Linked DNA regions of Arabidopsis thaliana: region 1 is linked to region 2. Evidence: chromatin contacts called from public ChIA-PET data. All regions are on one chromosome and are shown on one strand. Each heading gives the region's core, a stretch centred on a gene start, on an enhancer-like site or on the middle of the called end of the contact. The rest is flanking DNA. Distances are from core to core; before and after follow the strand shown. Region 1 holds the start of AT2G20050 (protein phosphatase 2C and cyclic nucleotide-binding/kinase domain-containing protein). Region 2 holds the start of AT2G19940 (Putative N-acetyl-gamma-glutamyl-phosphate reductase).

What was found. ChIA-PET counts read pairs in DNA pulled down with a chosen protein or histone mark.
Region 1: an H3K4me3 ChIA-PET map of shoot shows a contact between it and region 2, with 14 read pairs. The contact joins the promoter of AT2G20050 here to the promoter of AT2G19940 in region 2. A contact is called at or near these places in 2 of 26 Hi-C or Micro-C datasets (leaf and vegetative nucleus) and 1 of 2 datasets of contacts at active chromatin or transcription factors (shoot).

Annotation. Positions count from the first base shown.
Region 1 is chr2:8,653,101-8,656,303 of TAIR10.1, reverse strand. It overlaps AT2G20050 (protein phosphatase 2C and cyclic nucleotide-binding/kinase domain-containing protein), which reads left to right and starts at 1,485. Exons shown (of 14, transcript NM_127563.6): 1 at 1,485-3,184. The coding sequence starts at 2,111.
Region 2 is chr2:8,611,137-8,614,476 of TAIR10.1, reverse strand. AT2G19940 (Putative N-acetyl-gamma-glutamyl-phosphate reductase) reads right to left here and starts at 1,551. Exons shown (of 15, transcript NM_127552.8): 1 at 1,447-1,551; 2 at 1,262-1,323; 3 at 961-1,130; 4 at 527-634; 5 at 335-421; 6 at 204-254; 7 at 58-129. The coding sequence starts at 1,274. It overlaps AT2G19930 (RNA-dependent RNA polymerase family protein), which reads left to right and starts at 1,829. Exons shown (of 18, transcript NM_001335651.1): 1 at 1,829-2,342; 2 at 2,435-2,579; 3 at 2,718-2,847; 4 at 2,977-3,048; 5 at 3,250-3,340. The coding sequence starts at 2,018.

The sequences.
Region 1 (3,203 bases), core at 236-2,735, 42 kb before region 2:
GTTTAGATAATTAGGTTCATAACTTTCTAGGTCTGATGACTACAAAAGGTTAGTTTAGTCGTCCTCTCCAGTACTTAACCTTTGCTGATTTGTATTCAAATCTAGTAAAATGTACGTGTGAACTATAAATCATTAATATTGTTTTGTGGTAATATAGTTCTTGTGTCATCATTCGAATTCAAATCCACATACTAAATGTTGTTGATAGAAAAAACACTACTCAACAAAATTAGTAGTCTAACAGTTTGTTCTAGTGCATGTTATCCTTCTACTAACATTTGAGTTTTATTTCGATGAAATGTATATTTCCAAAAAAAGAAGAAGTTATATCTCAACTAGACATACAAAAACTAATTCTAAATAGGCATGGACAAATTATCCAAATTAAATTGGACCAAACTCATCTGATTCGAAAACACTTTTTTCATTACCATTTTTGTTTTGGGTTAAGAAGTATCATCTGACTAACTCGATCTACCAAAACTAAAAAATTCAAATTTGATTAACAAATTGACGCCAACTTTAAAATTTTGACTCTTAAGATTTTAGTATTTAATCAACTTTCATTAAAAGTAAAACTGAAACTTAGTAGAATTAATCAAATTTATATCGAAATTGAACTAGCTAGTATCTATACTAGTTTTCTCAAAATAGCCATAATAACTAAATAATATATAACCTGAATTATTAGAACACCATAAAATTGATATCCTTTATATAATTAAAGAGAGTTATTATGCTTATGTGGCAAGCCTATAAGTTTTCTCAAGATTTTTATTTATTTAAATCTACTATTACATTTGTCAAACACATTTTCTTATCCTCATTTTCTTTAACCCACTTACCAAACACACCTAAATTTCTTCCAATATATAGAGTTATCAAATTTTGAATTTTTTTTCAACTTTCCTTATTATTACTAAATTAATTATTTCAAATTTCTATATATTAAATGCTTAGATTTTGTTTAATGCACATTAATTAGAATATAAATCATTCAATTATATGACCTAAATTAACAAAGTTTAATACTAGAAAAAACAGTAGTCTACTTTTTTTTTTGGTAAGAACATTAGTTTACTTTTAAAACATTCTTTTATTTTTTTCCCTTCAACAAACATCCATTCTAAAACATTACAACCAAAATAAAATGTCATAGTAAACAAAAAGATATAAACCTAACTATAAACAAACTATTCTGGTAAAATAATTATCTTTTATATATATACTTATATTTATATTTTATATATTTTACAATTGAGAAAACTATACTTAAAATTTTATAGGTTAAGATCGGCCCATGCATAACATTTGCTCTTACCAAGTATTTTGGTTTTAATTCGGTCTTCTTTAAAATACCTGAACCAAAACAAACAGAATTTATTTTGGTTTAAATTCGGATTCTTATTTTAATTATACTTTAAATCCGAATTATCCAAACCGATCCTTTATGAATATCCTAATGGTAGGCCTAATTCAATTGTTGTAAATACAATTTGGCATCAGTCCAAAGCTTTAGCTTAATTTGTTCCTCTATCCCAATCACTCACTCTCCAGCAGCTATTCCATTGGCTGTAACACATACACAACAACACCAAATCATAATAAAAATAAAAATCATTCATTAGTTACCAAAAACTATCAATATTTTTTTATTTTATCCCTTCTTCTTCTCTCAGCAACGGTTCTTACTTGAAGTAGATCGAGAGAACGAACTTGTCTTTCCCAAATTTCTTCACTTTCAAATTTCTGTTATCAAAGAATCTTTAGAGATTTTTCCGGGATCTTTCTTTTTTTTTTTCTTTCTCTGTCAAAATTTTCGTTATAAAGTTTTTGTATTGATTCACTCTTTTAACTCTCCGATTCCATTTCTCTTTTTTTTTTCCCAATCTGCAATCTCCATTAGATTCCCCAGTCACATTATCTTGTCTTTTTCGAAATTTTCTCGAGGAAAGTTTGATACTTTCGAGGAAAGTCATGAGCTTTTGAACAAAAGAAACTGTTTGGACTTCCGTTACTATCTCCGGCGGTTTCTGAAAAAACTTCAATGATTCGTTGAATAAGTAGCTTACTTTAAGGGTTTTGTGTTATCTTCATCTCTCTCTCAGTGATGGGTTGTGCTTATTCCAAAACTTGCATTGGTCAGATTTGTGCTACGAAAGAGAATAGTATCAGGCAAACGCATCAACAAGCTCCGTCCAGAGGTGGCACGAGAGCTACTGCGGCGGCGGCGGCGGTTGAGGAGGATAATCCGGTGTTTAATTTCTCTTCAGATGCGGTGGATGATGTAGATAACGACGAAATTCATCAGCTTGGTTTGAGTAGAGACCAGGAATGGGGGATTACTCGGCTTTCTAGGGTTTCTTCTCAATTTCTACCACCAGATGGGTCAAGGGTTGTCAAGGTTCCGTCTTGTAACTATGAATTGAGATGCTCGTTTTTGTCTCAAAGAGGGTATTATCCTGATGCTCTTGATAAGGCCAATCAAGATAGTTTCGCTATTCATACTCCTTTTGGGAGTAATTCGGATGATCATTTCTTTGGGGTTTTTGATGGGCATGGTGAGTTTGGTGCTCAGTGTTCTCAGTTTGTGAAGCGGAGGTTGTGTGAGAATCTTCTTAGACATGGTAGGTTTCGTGTGGATCCTGCTGAGGCTTGTAATTCGGCTTTCTTGACCACGAATTCTCAGTTACATGCTGATTTGGTAGATGATAGTATGAGTGGGACTACTGCGATTACGGTTATGGTTAGAGGAAGGACGATATATGTGGCGAATGCAGGTGATTCCAGGGCGGTTTTAGCTGAGAAGAGGGATGGTGATCTTGTAGCTGTTGATTTGTCTATTGACCAGACTCCTTTTAGACCTGATGAGCTTGAAAGGGTTAAGCTTTGTGGTGCTAGAGTTCTTACTCTTGATCAGATTGAAGGCTTGAAAAATCCTGATGTTCAGTGTTGGGGTACTGAGGAAGATGATGATGGAGACCCTCCGAGACTTTGGGTGCCTAATGGAATGTATCCTGGAACTGCTTTTACCAGGAGTATTGGTGATTCTATTGCAGAGACAATTGGTGTTGTTGCTAACCCTGAGATTGCTGTTGTTGAGCTCACACCGGATAATCCTTTCTTTGTGGTTGCTAGTGATGGCGTATTTGAGTTCATCTCTAGTCAAACGGTGGTTGACATGGTAAGGTATTCTTCCCTCC
Region 2 (3,340 bases), core at 302-2,801:
TAACCATTATGAACACAACAGACCTAAAATCAAGGAATAACATTGAGAGAAATGTACCTGTAACTCTACTGCCTTGTGAGGCTGACCATACCATTCTTCATATTCTGCAATATTACGCAACCGGAAGTCCTGAAAAGCGTATTTTAGATGGGCTTATAACTGAAAGAAAAGGAACAAAAAAAAAACAGTTCTTCAAGGATTACCGCTGAAAGATCAACGATTTTCAATGCAGTAGGCAGTTCCTTGATGATTTCCTGTTGAAATACACACTCATTTCCGTTAAGCTAAGAAAAGCTTTAAGAAATTGAAATGGAAGAATGAAAGGAAAATGAACCTGAGTTGTTCCGTGAGGTAAACAGCAGAATACAGCATCCACAGTAGAAAAATCTGCATCCTTTACCGAGACCAAAGTAGGTAGTTTCTGTGGACAGTAAAGGTTCAATTATTAATCAATATACACCATCACAAAGTAACATTGAACAGATTCATTTCTTGGTATATTACTAGGGATAGAAATCACTTATACTTGAGCTCTCAGGTGTGGGAAAACGCTTTCCATTGACTGGCCAGCTTTTCTATCAGCAGTCATCAAAGTGACCTGGAAATGCGGATGATTTGCAAGAAGCCTAACGATCTGCAATTCAATAAAGAAGAGTAAACTTACCATCTCATGGGTTTGAATGAAACCTTGAATGCCTCATCCATTCTTTCCCTTGTAATTTTAAACAACTTTAAAGCAACGACTATAAGACTTTTCTCTTCCTTTTATCGAGAAAAGATTAACTTTGCATATGTTTACAGCTTAAGCTAAATTAGAAGGCCAATACCCAAAAAGTCAAAAACTTGCAACAAGATGCATACCACTTAAGCTCTGATTCATTGCAAAACCAAAGAGATCACTAAAACAAACAATTCCAAGAAAATTAAACTTGAAACAGACAGATTCAACATTGCACAAACCTCAGCACCAGTGTAGCCACTTGCACCAAGAAGACCAATCCTAATATCCTTTTCAGGTTTAACAGAACTACTAGCTGAAACTCTGAAGCTCATTGAAGATGGCGAAGCCACATGGGATCCCAAAGTAAGCCTCTTGGCTCGCTTATCCGCTACACAATTTTCCTTTCGCCCTTTTCAAAACAAAGAAAACCCACATTTACATGATTATCAGATTGCAATAACACAACACAAGCTACAATGAGCTTGAATGTGGATTCAGTGGGAAAAAAAACAGAGATTTTGAAGAGTTTTAGGAATTGACCTTGAACCAGCATCCTTGGATTGAACTAAAAGCCGACGCAGTACTCATTATTGGATTCGATTCTGCAAAAAACAAAATTCAGGAACAAAAAAAGACTAATCTTTTTGCTAAGAACAAGAAGAAATTAGCTTCTCTCAATGTGATTTGATATTGAGAGTCAATTATGGTAGTGATGAAACAAATACCCGTAAACTCTTCGTCACTCTCTCTCTCTATACGAAGTGGTCGGAGAAGTTCGACGGAGAAGAAGACAGCAGAAAACCACGACAAAGATTGTGGGACGAAAACGCAAGAACGACGACGTTTCAGCTAGCCCTACTTAAAACCTATCAAAGCGGTGCCGTTTCAGGGATCGAACCCGTTTACTGAACAGGCTACCCGTGGTTCAACCCGGTTTATCGACGAATTAATCGTTTGCAGAAAACGCGATATGTCTTGGCGTTTGCATCGGGTGACGACAAAAATCTGGCATTTTGGTAATTCCCAGACTAAGAGTAAAGGCATTCATGTCAATTACTTGAGTAAGCGCCGAAGCGGTTAGATGAATTTGTTTCAATGGAGTCAAAAGAAAATCTAGAGAAAAAGCTCCGACCTTTTTATTTCCTCTCTGTTTCTTCTTGTGTCATCGTCAAATCAAATCCAATCACTAACAGTAGAAACTGTTTCTCTACTGGGTATTTTTTTTTGGCAACCCTTAAATTCTGAAGTAAGAGAGAAGAAGAAGAAAGTGTGAGATTCCGACGAACGGGAAGAAAAATGATAAATTTTCGCAGCATGAATCAAGCTTCTTCGAGGATAAGGATCGCTCTTTCGGGTCGGATTGAAACAGCTTTAGAGAATATCTACAGAAAACACAATCTTACTCCGATTAATGATGAGACGAGACAGAGACTGTCTTCGATTCCTGAGAATTTGGGTTTTGAGTTGGTCAGGAAAGTTTTTAGTTTGCAGGCTGGTTTGATATACAACCTCGACAGCTTCATCGTTTCTAAGGTTAACCAAGCCGTTAGTTTTACTGGCTATCCACAGCCGGCGAACTCTCTTAGCCCCTCTGGAAGACACGTGTCCAGGGTTCTTCAAGGTTAGTATCAGAAACAAACTCTCTTTGCTTGTGAAAATGTGAATTTGGATAGTAAAAATCTTTACTTTTCTTATGATTGTTGGCGATTGCAGAAGAGATGTCTGTTGATTCTGATGCTCCTTCTCCTAAGTCTTTGAAAAGTGAAGACAAAGGAGGATCTCTGCACATTCCCCAGCTGGTAGCTTTGGGTGAACTTGAATTTAAGAAGGTGTTTTTGTTACTTAGCTATATTCCAGGGTAATGTTTGTTATGCAAGTTTCCCAATTTCTTACATCTCTATATTCTCTTATCCACCTATTGTAATTGTTTGGTTTTGATGGTGACAATTACCTCTTTTGGTGATGCTTAACTTTTTCTTTATTTGATGTTATACAGGCAACATGTGGGCCAGGTTATAACTGCTGATGAGATTAGACTGTGGAAAGATTTGCCAATGGTTGAATATGAAGCAGCGGTTTGGGACCGCTTGGGCCGGCATTATTGTCCCCAAAAGGACCGAAGAATGGTATTGTTCTATTCTATTGGGTTTTGTTTATATTTTCATGTTTGCGTTTCTGAAGGTAATTTTACAAGAAGTTGAGTTTGGTATCAAAGTTGTATTAACTGCATTTTCTATCATGCTTCATTTCCCCAGTTGCAATGGGATAGCGGGAAGACCCATTACTATCAGTGTAATGTTGCTCCCAATGGTAGCTACACATTCAAGGTTCTTTCAGCTCTTCAAGTACTATCTTTTCTGTTTGCTTTTTCCATTAGGCATATGTACTTTGTGTAATATTTTTGATTCAAGCTGTAGAAGAAATTCTTTGTAAGTCGCTATCATATGTCTATAAAACAATTGATATGTCTATCAAACATTGCACCTTGACATTGACTCAATATACTTATCGACACACTGTGTTCACAGGGCCCTCTTCTTGAACACACTGGAACACACTTGCACAAGGTCTTGGGTGATGATAATGTTTTAACCGTCAAATTCGCGGATGTCCAGAAAA